Regions from separate parts of the Sus scrofa genome. Here region 2 is linked to region 1. Evidence: chromatin contacts called from public Hi-C data. All regions are on one chromosome and are shown on one strand. Each heading gives the region's core, a stretch centred on a gene start, on an enhancer-like site or on the middle of the called end of the contact. The rest is flanking DNA. Distances are from core to core; before and after follow the strand shown.

Evidence for each region. A called contact is a pair of places that touch in the nucleus more often than the background predicts.
Region 2: a Hi-C map of skeletal muscle shows a contact between it and region 1, with 2.4 times the contacts expected there. The contact joins the enhancer-like site here to the promoter of LEPROT in region 1. A contact is called at or near these places in 5 of 47 Hi-C or Micro-C datasets (embryonic fibroblasts, heart right ventricle, skeletal muscle and 1 more) and 1 of 2 datasets of contacts at active chromatin or transcription factors (skeletal muscle).

Annotation. Positions count from the first base shown.
Region 1 is chr6:146,984,490-146,991,785 of Sscrofa11.1, forward strand. LEPROT (leptin receptor overlapping transcript) reads right to left here and starts at 2,772. Exons shown (of 4, transcript NM_001145388.1): 1 at 2,714-2,772. The coding sequence starts at 2,729. It also overlaps a transcript of DNAJC6 not described here.
Region 2 is chr6:147,139,029-147,146,324 of Sscrofa11.1, forward strand. The region is part of intron 1 of DNAJC6 (DnaJ heat shock protein family (Hsp40) member C6); the gene reads right to left. Among named protein-coding and RNA genes, the nearest start is that of DNAJC6, 12 kb to the right of the region's middle. Within about 2 kb of position 4,248, at least 40 of the 83 cell types and tissues checked have an H3K27ac peak or open chromatin away from gene starts, as enhancers often do. A contact at or near this core is called in skeletal muscle and subcutaneous adipose tissue, where this site is marked.

The sequences.
Region 1 (7,296 bases), core at 1,522-4,021:
GGGATTAGAACCCTTATAAGAGACTCTATAGAGTTTCCTTGCCCCTTCTGCCATGTGAGGACACAGCTAGTTCCTGTCTAGATAGTAGGAAGCCAGCCTTCACCAGACCACAAAGCTGCTGGTCCCATGATCTTGGAGATCCCAGCTTCTAGAACTAAGAAATACATGGGTGTTGGTTAAGGCACCCGGCTTATGGTATTTTTGTCATAGCAGCCCTAAAGCACTGAGACAACCACCTCTTCTTCTCTTAGACGCCCAGCTGCTGCCCCCGAGTAGACCTCTATCACCTCGTGCCTGCCTTCATCTCATGACTCTTCCAATCCACCCTCCACACGGCAGTGATCTCTCAAGTACATCAAGCTGGTGTCAACCCGCCACAGTTGCTTTCACAGCCCACGAGCTATTCTAGCACTCGAGGTGCACCTCGGCCCCATGTCACATGGGTTCTCCACTTAGAATAAACTCTGCCTTCCCTCCATCCTTTACCAGTTGAAGCCTCATTGGTCCTTTGAGATTCAGACCAAGGATGGCCTCTTTTGTGAAAGTGGTCCTCTTCCTCCCCGGAGCAGGGTTCAGGAATCCCATCTGTATTAGTTTCCTAGGGCTGCTATTAATAATGAACCACAAACTGGGTGGCTTTGAAGAACAGAAATTTATTCTCTTACAGTAATAGAGGCTTGATATCTGAAACCAAGGCGTTAGCAGGGCCATGCCCCCTCTGAAGACTCTAAGGGAAGTCTCCTTCCTTGCCTTATCCTAACTTCTGGTAGCTGTCTGCCTTCTTTGGTCCTCCCTGGCTTGTAGATGCATCATTCCAGTTTCTGCCTCTGTCTTCATATGGTGTTCTCCCCATATGTCTCCATGTTTAATTTTCCCTTTTCTTATAAGGATACTAGTCATTGAGTTAGAGCCCATCTAACCCAATGTCATCCTAAATTAATTACATTTGTAAAGACCCTATTTCCAAATAAGGTCAAGTTCACAGATCCAAGGCAATTAGAACTTGAACACATTTATGTAGGAGCATCGATCCACAGCTATTTGTGTTCTCATTGTACCCTAGCACACCTTAGCCATTTAAACAGGAGCACAATTACTTCCAGCTCTGTCACCCAACAATAATTTCTCATTTAACTCTTTATCCCAAGCCTCAGGCATAAAGGCATACAGTAGTCCTTCTTTAAAAGATGAACTGAATTACCTGCAAATGCTTCCTTTTCGCAGTCCTTTTTCATTTCATAGCCTATCTTCCTTTGTACCACATCACAATTTCTAACACATTCATAATAAGTAGTATTATTTGATAGTTTCCACGCATGACTAAACACAGTGTAGTCCTGATACTTGTCACTTGTCATCTGTTTTCTGCACTGGCTTACTCTTTTTTTTTTTTCTTTTTTTTTTGGGGGGGGGCTTTTCAGGGCACATGCCATACTAGTGGCATATGGAAGTTCCCAAGCTAGGGGCTGAATCAGAGCTACAGCTGCCAGCCTACGCCGCAGCCACAGCAATGAGGGATCCTTAACCCACTGAGCCAGGCCAGGGATGGAGCCCACATCCTCATGGATACTAGTTGAATTCATCTCCGCTGAGCCACAATGGAAACTCCCTGCACTAGCTTCAAATGGTTATATTACACAGAGGACAGTGTCCAAGTAAATTATGTTTACTAATTAATGCCACATGTAAAAGTCAGCCAGAAAATGCGTCTGCTGCTAACAGTTTACACACACAGATAAATTTCATCATAAACTCATGCCTGGGTACAAATACACCCGGACGAATGTTTAGGCACATGCCGATTAACTGGAGAGGGAAGATCTTTGGGTATAAATTTCAAGGCTAGAACGCCAACGTAGAAACAAGTTATGCTACTCTATTCAAAAGATCAGAAATCAAAAGGCGTCTTACCAAACCAAAAGGATGACTTCCGACCTCTCCCAGTCACATCCCCAGTCCCTCTGAAGGCACGTAGATGAGGGAACTGGTGTTTTTGGTACCCTCTTTTTTAAAATCAAATGCCCCATCCAAAAGCAAGTACAGCGCAAACACTATCTTCTTGTCTGTCCATAAATGAATAAACACTGATAAAAGGGGCGATCAACGTGCACCCATTCTCCACAGTTACGAGAAACAGCATTTCAGGGTGCTTTCTGCTGACACCCGCTTGAAGCCAACTCTGCCCAACTGGAAAAATCATTAGGAACAACATATTTCAGTGTCCCAATTCCGGGAACACTGGAGACAATGGCTCCTCTGGAAGAAATGGGAAACTCAGCGAAGTTGCAGGAAAAGGGAAGAGAGGCGTTAGGATGGACATGTCAGGAAGTGAAAACCTAGTTTAAAACTCGGCATAGGAGCGGGTGGGACGACGCTCCAAGGAACTGGGACGGAGCAGGGAGGTGATGCCTCCACGGCTAGCCAGGATCTCCCAGCGAGGGCTCCGCGTGGAGCGTCCCGGAGACGCGGGAGAAAGCACTCAGACTAGCAGTCTTGCAGAAAAAAGGGTGAGGTTGCCCGAAACACGCCTCCACCCGCACCCCAAGGGGCCAAGGGAGCAGGAGAGCTCCTTCCCACCCAGAGAGGCGAGCAGGGTGACGGGTCTGGGGGAAGCCGTTCCCCGCCCACGCGCTGAAGGCGCAGCTCCAGGCTTAGCCCGGAGCCGAGGCACAACCCCACCAAAGGACCAGCGAGCCGGGGACCTCCGGTGTACCTTTAACGCCAGCCATGTCTCCCGAGTTGGGGCCGCGGCTGCTTCCGGTTTCCTGCCGCGGCCGTGGCCCCCGCCCAGACCCGGCCCAGGGCCGTACCTTGGGTCCCAAGCCCGCCCCGCCACGCATAGCTCCACCCCTGCTGATCCTCCCTCGGCCCAACCACTCAGAGCCCCGCCCTTGATGGGCTCCACCCCCAGCCACTCAGAGGCCCTTCACTGCTGGTCCCGATCTCCTCCCGCCCGCCACTCAGGGCCTGCCCCTGCTGGTCCCTATCTCCTCCGGCCGCACTATTCAGAGCCCCGCCCTTAATGGTCTCCACCCCTCCGCCTCGCAAAGCCCCGCCCCCGCTGGACCTCGCTCCGTCCAATCAGAGCCCCACCCCTGCAGGTCCGGCTCTCCTCCCGCCCAGTCACTCAGAGCCCCGCCCCTGACAGTCCAGCTCTCCAACCTAGCCGCACAGAATCCGCCCCTGCTGGTACCTATCTCCTCCAGCCGTGCCACCCAGAGCCCCGTCCTGCTCTCTTAGGGTTACCCCGACCTTGATCCCCGAGCTCTCCCTCTAGGTCCTGAGCTTCTGCATAATTCCCGCCCTGGTTCATCCTTTTCAGAAGGAGGCTCAGAAAGGATAGGACTTGCCTGCTTCACACAACTCTTTGCAGGAGGTTGGATTATGGGCCACTTACCCCTCTTTCTAGCTGAGAACCCCTCCATTTTACGGTGCTGCTCCTCTTCGATTACTTTTTCTTAATTTTACACAGGATTGAAAGATCGAGGGGTTCGTGGAGAATCCGGCTCCCCTTGCTACATAAGTACAAATTTTCACCACCACCACCTTTCAGGCTCACTACTCTGCTTCCTTTCTCAAAACTGTACATTGAGCACATTATTGTCAACTTCTCTTTCCCTATGTTGAGTTAAAGCATTCAGGGAAAACTCTCCACGGCCCCAAACTGGAAGCCTGGATTTCTAGCTACCTTACTGAAACACAAAGCTGCCCTCAGGAGGAAGCCTCTTTCCCCTGATTGGTGAGAATTTCCTATGGGGTCAAATCTCCTGTTTCCCTTTTCATCCCCAAGCACCCAGCCGTGTCTAGGAAAACTATGTAAGGGTTTCTTGGGACCTTCCACGTCAGCCTGAGGCTAGTCTCAAGAAGGAGAAATGATTTTGAAGAAAAATGACCTTACTTCAGAGGCACAGCTTGGTCTGAATGCCTCAGGCTTAGAAGAAACTGAAAGATGGTGAGATGCAAAAAGATAAGGTGTTTGCTCCAGGGTAATGACGAGAATCAGAAAAATGCAGAGACAGTATTTGTCTCCAACTTTCCTTTTCAGTTTATGAAGCTCTTTAGAGAGAAAACCATCTTGCCAGAGGTTTTAGCCATCTCCTGAGAAAATCTGTTTTCCTCTCGCCAGATGATGTTCACTGAAAAATTGTTCTTCCACTTACCCATTTTATGTTTCCCCGAGAATGAGTCACCAAAAACAGAAAGTAAAGCCTTAGAAGCTGAGTCCTATCCCTTAACTTGCTGTTAGTACGTTACTTGGAAGAATAAGATCCATGTCCTCTGTCACACTGCCTAGGACTACAGAGGACTTTATGGGTAATTTTTTATTTATTTATTTAATTTAATTTTTTTAATTTTTAGGGCTGCACCCGTGGCATATGTAAGTTCCCAGGCTAGGGGTCTGATCAGAGCTACAGCTGACGGCCTATACCACAGCCACAGCAATGCAGGATCCGAGCCGCCTCTGCGACCTATACCACAGCTCACGGCAACGCTAGATCCTAACCCACTGAGCGAGGCCAGGGATCAAACCTGCGTCCTCATGGATACTAGTTGGATTCGTTTCCTCTACGCCACAACGGGAACTCCTGGATCAATTTTTATATTCCCTCCTTCCATCCAATTCTCTCACACTAGGAACCAGGTTTTACTATCTCCACTTTACAGATGGGAAAACTACAGCTCAAATAGTATCTCATCGGTAGGGAAGCTGAGCTCAAGCCTCCACATGTTAAATCTGAAGTCAGACAGGCCAGCACTTGAACGGTTCCCCATAGTAGATCTTAGGCACCAAGAAGCCAGGAACTGCCATAGTGATTAGAAATAATAGTCCTTAATGTTTAACAGGACAGTCAAATCCATTCAATCATTTATTTTCCCTTACATATCTATCAGTGTTTTGCATGCAGTATGTACAAAATGCTGGTCAAATTCACAAATACAGTTCACCTATGTCGTATAATCTTTCCTTAACCTTCAGAAAAGATCTAACTTCAAACCTTAGCTCTGGGTAAATCTCTCCAGGTTTCCATTTCCTGAGTGAGGATTTGTAAAACCTGCCTCTCAGAACGTTTTGAAAATTAAATGAGAAAAATTTATATAGGTAAGAGCACCTAGGGCAGTGCATGCAAGATAGAGGCAGTGGCTCCCAAGTCACTGCTTAAGTTAAATGCAAGTATGATGCGGCACTATCGAAATCAGTCAGTGTTGGTTTTCCTCCCTCTCAACCACCATTTCTTTACACACAGCCAACCACTCCCCTTACAGAACTTACAGTGGAAGTCTGCTGTTTTATGTATGCAGCTCTCTATCAGCCCAGGGAGAAGAAAAAAGGACCAAAGCTGGAGTTCCCGTTGTGGCTCAGCGGTAACAAACCCAACTAATATCCATGAGGACACAGGTTCGATCCCTGGCCTCACTCAGTGGGTTAAGGATCTGGCGTTGCCGTGAGCTGTGGTGTAGACCGCAGACACAGCTCAGACCCCGTGTTGCTGTGGCCGAGGCGTACACCAGCAGTCACAGCTCTGATTGGACCCCCTAGCCTGGGAACTTCCATAGGCCGCGGGTGTGGCCCTAAAAAGACAGAAAGAAAAAAAAAAAAAGCATAAACCAAGAAATCCTGTCAGATTATGTTTTGGTGCAAATGTATTATAGGTTTTTCATATTCTTTCCTCATAATTTTTCGTAAAAGTGAATCATGTCAGAAAGTATAATTCAAGCTTGTCATCATATTCCTGGGTGCAAAAATAACTTACATTTCTACAAATATTTTCGAGCCTTTTAATATACATTACAAATATTTTAGACCGATCACATTTTGAGTGTAACATATTTACAAAACAAAAAATATATTACAATAAATATGAATGAAACAGTGAATCTGATCAACAACAAGCTCTGTCACAACCAAGATATTTAAAAGGAATGCAAAAACCTGTTGGTCTGCACATGTTAAGAGTTTTGAGATAAATAGAGGTCCAGAATTATAATGTATCTGGAGAAGAGACAGGGAACATCCCAAATTTAAGTTAGGTAAGATTCTTTCTCATTGCTAATTATATAATGTTTAATGATGTTTTAAACTGTGAACATTGATGAATTATCCAAACATGATACAAAGCTAATATAGTTCTATCATTTCAAAATGTACGTGACATTCACATAGCCTTTTAATTATTATCATTATATACTGTAGTTCACACAATATCTACAAATGTGAATGAGAAAAAAAAGTCACAGCAACGTGTCTCACATTCCAGTTTTACATAAGACAAGCACATACTGCATCAAACATTATTTTATAATATGTTAATAAATAACACCTAGGGTTTTTTTTTATGGTTCCTTTGAACAGTTTGCAGCTGTATATTTAAAAAGAGAACATTTTCTGTGAGTTTCACATTGTCAGCAAACCATAACATAAATAATGAATCTTTTAATCAAAAAAAAAAAAGAATTAGAAGAAGAAAGGGACAAAGAAGAGAAAAAAAGCAGAGTTGTGTAGAGAACATAAAATATTTTTGACATGCTGCTTTTCCAGTAGAGTTTGCAATAAGAAAAATAGAAACAAAAATGATTGTCTTTGAAAAACAACCTTTGAAAGCTTTACACAATATTGAGCATGAACCTTTTCAGATTAGCATGGAAATCTTTTTGCCCACCTGCTTTGCATACATACCCCCTGCACCCCTGCATATACACACACCCAAAACGATCTACTAACGTCACGGGGAACAACTGCTTACCCCTCAAAATGAGAAACAGTCAGAGCACTGAACTGAAATCCAACCCGTGTGAAGTCTACAAAGGTTTCATTCTTGCTTTGCTTTCTGTGGATGTCCCTGTGTCAGCGATGTTCCAGTAGACCCCCAACAACTTTTAAATAAACGCCACTGTCATGACTTCAGGGGTCGAATTTCATCGGGTGAGAAGAGGAACCTGGCCCCTCAAAAAGGCCAATCCTGACAAGCCATCAGACATAAGATCAGCTCTCTGACTGCAACTGCCGAGTCTGGTGACCAATAGTCAGTGTTGTCATCTGTTCTCTTCCCACAACCGCTCACAAACCTGGAGGACCATGGGTTCCTATGAGACACCCCCCCACCCCGATCCATTGTGAACGTGCGGAACTGCTTTAAAACCTGCTCCCAGCGAAGAGCGTTTTCTCTGCTGAGCCAAAGGAAGAACGGAAGCCTTATGGCAAAATTAGAAGTAGAGTTGTTAGGGGATTAAAGACTTTTTCTTCAAGCGACCATGAGTTTTCTAAAGGGAAAAGAAGGCAGCAGTCCAACTTTCTGA
Region 2 (7,296 bases), core at 2,998-5,497, 160 kb after region 1:
ACCTATTGAAATTAATAAGTGAATTCAGCAAGGTGACTGAAATAAGGTCAACAGATAAAAAGCAACTATATTTCCATATATCCTAACAGCAAACAATTAGAAAAGGAAATTTTAAACTGCCAGCTAAAGTAGCATTAAAAATGACCAGACATCAGAGTTCCTGTCGTGGCGCAGTGGTTAACGAATCCGACTAGGAACCATGAGGTTGAGGGTTCGGTCCCTGCCCTTGCTCAGTGGGTTAACGATCCGGCATTGCCATGAGCTGTGGTGTAGGTTGCAGACGCGGCTTGGATCCTGCGTTGCTGTGGCTCTGGCGTAAGCTGGCAGCTACAGCTCCGATTCAACCCCTAGCCTGGGAACCTCCATATGCCGTGGGAGCGGCCCAAGAAATAGCAAAAAAAACACAAACAAACAAAACAACAACAAAATGACCAGACATCACTTTTTAGAGAATTTATAACATCTATATCTCAGTATTTCTGCCCTTGAAAAAGGCAGTTTATGCTCAGCTTAATCTCCTTGTTACAGATTGTTCTAATTTCTTTTAAAGGAACTAGAAATATAGAATTGAATATATAATCTCCAAAAGTTTTACTGTTGGCTGAAATTCTTTTAAATTATTAAAGAGATCAATGTCGCTTTGTACACTCTAACACAAGTATATACAAATATAAAAATTTCCTTGTTCAGTATCTCAAGATGAAATTTAAAGACAAAATAATCTACCTATCACAATTAAACATATATATAATAAACCAACAATAATGTAATAAAGGGAAAAATTTAACTATAAATAATAAAACTATGGATTTCAATATGCAAATACTCAAGAAAGACCATATTAGATGACATAATAAGTAGTCAGATAACTTTACCTGTACATAGAATGAATGAGACAGGTGTGTCATATTGATGTTTCAAACCAACTGGTGCTTTGGGGTAAGTGATTTTTTCCAAACAAAATTAAGTATAATCTTTCCTGAATTTACACAGCATTTTCTTTTTGGCCACGCCCACAGCCTATGGCCATGCCCACAGATCCCTAGGCCAGGGATTGAACCTGCACCACAGCGGTAATCAAAGACAGCAGTAACAACACTGTATCCTTAACCCCAGAGCTACCAGGGAACTCCTGCACAGCACTTTTAATCCTGGAAATGTCAACATATACGTAAAACCAACTTACATTCTAGGCTCAGAAAAGTATAGAGGGTTTTCACTTACCTGTTCAGCAAACCATTTGGAAGTCGCACAGGACACAAAATAATTCATCATTGAATGGAACAGTCCAGAATACTGCCGGACATCTAGCATTGCTGGTTCTGCCCAGTGAAGGCTTCTAGAGCCCCTTGCATATTTCCAGTATGTTCCATAGGAAGCAGTATTATGCCTATTTGAGAGCAACTGGCATAGTCCAGGCTCTAAAGCTAGCTCTATCACGTCAGTCCTGAAAACTGAGAACTCACTCAGCCATTTACAGATCACCCCAATCAATACACATCATTTCCCCAGTCCCAGGTAGCAATGACAAAACTCTTGAAAGAATCTGAGTTTTCTCTAAAAGTATCACTCTCTCTAAAACTAGTCATGGTTGTTTAAAAAAAAAATTTTTTTTTTTTAATTTCCTTGTCCTCATTTCACTTTGAATTACAGATTAGAGGGATAGTCTTTTAAGTATTTAGGGCTTAAAAGTCTAGATCTGACCATATTCAAATTCCCAATCAAATTTTATAATAATTTTCAGTAAAAAAAAAAAAAATCAAGTTCTTTTCAGGAGTCAGTAAGCTACACAATGCTCTAACCCTAGTTTTACCATGTTAAAAATGTTATGCCTAATTTCATTTGTTCACAGGATGTTATGTTTGTTATTTTGAGATAAAATATAGAAAAATAACAGAAAACTTGAAAAGACAACTATTTGCTCTCAACTCCTGCAGGGAAAAAAAATGTTTCCACCCAAATTTTCAAGTTCTCCACTCCTCTTCTTTCTTATCTCTGCTTCTAAAATCTTGCTGCATAAAATACTCAGAGAACTTACTAAATAAAAGGAAAATGTGCAGCTGAACTTAACACGACTATTTTCCAAATAAACACGATCTAGAAAAATACACAAAAGCCATCGTTTTCTATGGTTCACATTTCCCTTTTTAAAAGAAGTAAATTAATTCTAGCAATAAATGATGTTGAAAATTTTGTTACAAATTCTGCAGTTTTCCCATGCTTATTCTCAAGCCCTTGCCCACAGTATGAATGGTCTGGGAGATAAAATGACCTGGGTTTTCATCCCAGCTCACCCTCACACTAGCTATGTGTCCCTACACAAAATTCTTAATCCATTTCTTTAAGTGTAAAATACCCCCAACTTTGTAGTGTTGTGACAATGTGCAAAGCACCTTGAAGAGAGCTTTTCACATACTACTTGTTCATTAAATAGGAGCTATGGTTGTTACTATAATTAGCTGTCATGTTTGCCAATACCTACTTATTAACTCATTCAACTATTTTTTTCTCTGTTGCCCCATGCAAAATTTCTTTTCAAACTTGCAAAGCATTTTAAGATGTGCTGGGTACACATTAAACAATATATTTGTGTTTAAAAGCCTCACTGGACTGTCTTAAGATAAGATGTACTGAAAAGAGGAAAAATAAAGGCATTTATTAAACCACAGCTCAATATTTACGGAACACTAGTCATGTGATGTGAACTAGTAAAAATTCAGTTCCTGCCTACTAACATCTTGATTTATTTGTCCCTGTTAACCTCTTAAAATTGTACCTGATTCTTATTTTCAGTCTTTTCAAGGAGAGCTGACTTTCAAATAATGTAAAAAAAAAAACTTTTTTTTTTTTTGTCTTTTGTCTTTTACCCTTTTAGGGCTGCTCCCGTGGCATATGGAGGTTCCCAGGCTATTGGTCTAATCAGAGCTGTAGCTGCCAGCCTATGCCAGAGCCAAAGCAATGTGGGATCCAAGCCTCATCTGCGACCTACAGCTCACAACAATGCCGGATCCCCCAACCCACTGAGCGAGGCCAGGGATGGAACCCACAACCTCACGGTTCCTAGTCGGATTCATTTCCACTGCACCACGACCGGAACTCCAATGTACAATATGTTAATGGCTTTTCTGTTGTACTTTTCAGCACAAAGACTCTAAATTTTAGATATTTATGTTTCATATTCAGGTCAGCAACTGGCACTCTGGAACCTACAAATAGCTTTCAGGGTCTGGTTACCATGGTCACAACTTCTCCTCAACATCCACACACACACACACACACACACACACACACACACTCCATCTCACATCTCACACTCTGCTTGTTGTGGTCAACACAAACCCATCTCCAAGCCCTGAAAGGATTCTTTGATCTCTAAGTAAAGTTAGCTTGGAACAGCCTTGGGGGAAAACACAATAGTTCATATCCTGTTTGAGGTCTTAGACCGCTTTGAAATTTTGAGGACAACTACTGACATCCTCATCGTATTAAAAAAGGATGTTCATCTAAAACTGCATTTCATCGATGCCTTGACAAACTAAGAAGCTATGATTGATTTCAGTGTTCCTCAAAGTCTTCTGATTGGGATTCACAGTGAGAAACAGACCTGACAGCCATAGAGCCCATATCCACATACAAAAACATAAATGTCTAAAACGGAAATTACAGGAAAGAATTATTTATGTGTCCCATAGGCAGTGGTTTCTGACATGTTCTATTCTATTTCATCTTTCTAAAATACTGCTTGAGTCTCACTAAACTGCTTTCTTACCACCTTCAAGCTGAAGAACAGTGATCTCGTCTAACGTGTGTCCATTTTAGAGATAAGGAAACAGATCCAAAGATATAAAGGGCCTGTGCTGGGTCACTAATGAGTTAGTGGCAAAACAAGCCAGAAGCTGACCATCCTGACTTCCAACCAAAGGCTCCTTCCAAATGGAAGTGAAACAAAAATTCTAAATCCCACCCCCTCTCAAAAAAGCAGCTGGGATTGGAAGCTTAAAGCATTGTGATCCACTGAGAAACAGTGTTCAATTCCAAATCATGGTGAATATTAACCTCAACCTGGGCCTCCAGTTAAGGCATTCTTCACTTTTTCTAAACCCTGCCCCTGGCTTAGCCTGATATGGCACATAAGCACATTTTTTCTTTGGAGAAACCCTTTCTCCGGTGGCTTAAAAAAACAGGAAAAGCCAACATTCTCTGCGTTCATTTAAAATATTTTGATTACACACACAGTTTTATTTGTCCATGAGAGCCTGTCTTAGCAACAGCAGTGGATAAGCCCTCTTGGCCATTACCAGGGCCATGCAAATCTGTTTCCCTCTCTGCTAAGGCTGCTTAATTAAAATTTAAACATCAAAACCACAAAGATCGATACGTGGATGTGAATGATCCAGAGCCTGTTCCATGTTAAAACTACCGACACCGGCTACCACGGCCGCTTTTAAAACCTCAAAGTGGGATTGCTTCCTTACAAACAGTTTGGCAGATTAAAATACCAGTCTTCCTACGGACATCTGGCTGTGTGGCTATGATTTGTTTGCTTGGCTGCTTTTTGTTTCTAATATGGAATAAATACAAGGCGAGAATCTTATAACACGCCAGAGTGCGTGGCTGGGGACTGGGCTGCAGAAGGCCCTGCTGGCTACCCTGCGTGCAGTGAGGACAAGGCGGGGGACCTGTGCGGTCTCACCAAGCTTCCGAGCAGCTTAGCTCCAGCGTTGGGGAGGCTCGGAGGGCGCCGGTAACCTGCCCGCTGCTGCGTGCCACCTCCACCCGAGCACCCAAGTCTGGCGGCCAAGGGCAAAGTGCTGAGGCCTCCTCAACCCACTGAGAGGAGAGGCTCCGTAGTCAGATCAGTGACCGCCCGCTGGGGAGAAGGGGAGGGGGGTAGGACAAGCCTAAAATTAGCGCAGGGGAAGCAGAGGCTGGGCCAGGAGGCGCTGAGATGGCGTCCTCTGCCGCAGCGGCTGCCCCGGAGCTTTCGCCCGGAGCCCGGCCGCTCTGCGCCCTCCTCCTGCACCCGGACCAGGAGCAGCCCCTACGCGGCACCAAGGAAGAGCTCCCTCCGGGAAACAGGATCCGGGAACACGTGCAGCCTCCTGAGACCTTGGGATTTATCGCTCCTCCCCCAACTGCGGCAGAAAATGTAAGGCGCCTCGGAACTTAAAACCCCAGAATCCTCCAGAACCCTTGTCGTTGAACTTAACATTTGGCTGGCTAATTTTAGAGAACTCTGTTCTTTGCTGAGTTTTCCTTTAAATCTGTTTCTCGCCTTCCCCTTGCCTCAAGCAGAATTAAGGATGAGGGGAGGATTGGGGGTGGGGTGGGGGGAGATGCCAAGGATCTAGGGGATGGAGGCTTGCAAAGTGGGGGAGTTGGCATCTGATTATCTCTGTAAGATCAACAGTTTTTGAAGGTCAGTGACGTCTTCCCTTTGGATCCACCTGAAAAGGTTAATGTTCATGAAAGGATTCTTGGGTCAGCGTTTTTCTCGAGAACCCAAAATGTAAAAAGTCCTAAGTATTTCAGATGTTGCAGTTCTAATAATGCATTAAAAGTCTACATATCAATGAACTATTGTGAACACTCCCCAAATAAAAGGGAGCTATTATAAGGAAATCTATGAAATGTAAATAGTGTTACTCAGCCAAGACTAAATGAAGGATGCAAAGATGTTATATTTAGTAGCACAAAAATGGAAAACTGAATGACACAATACTTGGAAAGCAGAGCTGGTTATTTTTAAAAGTCATGTTTATTATATAACTAGAATTTTTAAATAATATCTGCACGGTAATTTTAAATCAGCCATATAACACCTACTACACATGTCTGTAGAGTGACATCTTATCTCTAGCATCTTTTAGCCTCCCTTCTGCAGTCAGCCCCTTACCTTTATTTTCAGAATCTTTCATTCTCTGCTTCCTCCCTCTGCTGCAAAGGAGCGGGAAAGTCCGGCTGATTCTGCAACCCTGACTTTTGATTTGTTATTCACATACAGTCAGCGGTCTCGGGGGCGAAGTCCCTCAACGGAGGAGCACCAGGGCTCTGATAATTGCCTGCAAGTCAGTGTGCGGGGTTATAATTTTGCTTATGCTAGAGCGGAAAGGATGGGGATGAAGGCAGACGTAAACACAAATTCCAAAACATGGCATGGAACTGGATCTGGAGCCTAGGTTTGCCTTTCCTTGCAGTGGGTTAGGACACCAGTTATTTAGTGCCTCCTTATCTCTGGAGAGATTTGATTTTAGTTGAAAGAGTAATGTGTTTGCCATGAACCAAGCTTCTTCTCAAATGGAGACCTTAGCTTTGAGGGGGATTAAGAGCCCTGTGCTTGTTTCCTCTATATATTCATTCATTCAGCAAACATGTCTTTTACCTCTCTGAGGGCCAGGCTCTATGATAAATAAGTACTTGGGACTGAACAGTGAAGGAGACCAGCCCCAGGCCTCAAGCTGCTCCCAGGCCAATTCAATGCAGAGGCACACAGTGCAATACAACGACCTATGTCTGCTGCATGGACCTGGGTTATTGAACCCATTTCACCCAGGTATGAATTGGTACTCAAGGCTTTAGTGATTGGTTTTAAGCCACTGGATGGCTGACACAGAAATGGATCTGTGAAAGCCAGACCAAGACCCCTCTGTTAGACAGCAAGGAACACTCAAGCAGATTTTTTTCAATCATCCAAATATCAAGCTTACTTTCAATCATTACACAGCTCAGATTCACTTCTTTGTTCTTTCACTCAGCAAATGGTTGTTTGTGCCTGGCACGGTTCCAACCTGTTAGCGATTCAGGGGTGCAGGAAAACCAAATCCCTGCTCTCAAGGCTATCACATTTGGGTGGGAGGATTCAGACATGCCATAAACAAACAAATATATAATAAATGGCAGTGGATGCTGTGAAGAAACAGGATGCAGGATAATGAAGTAACAGAGATGCCATTTTAGCGTGACCAGGGAAGGTACCATTTAATTCATTTTATGGAAAATGAATCAGAGACATCAAAGTCCCTTCCAAACATCTTCCCTCAGAAATTGTTTTTGAAGTTCTGAATGCTCACAACCTCCTCTGCTCTAAGTGCACTCACTGATGGGTGGTGTTTACATCCCATTACACAGATTGGTAAACTGATGTCAAAAAAAGATTCACTCACTGATGGGTGGTGTTTACATCCCATTACACAGATTGGTAAACTGATGTCAAAAAAAGACTAACTCACCCAATCCAGGACCTCACCCGATTGGAAAAGGAGCAACAACAACAACAACAAAAATACATCCACTGGT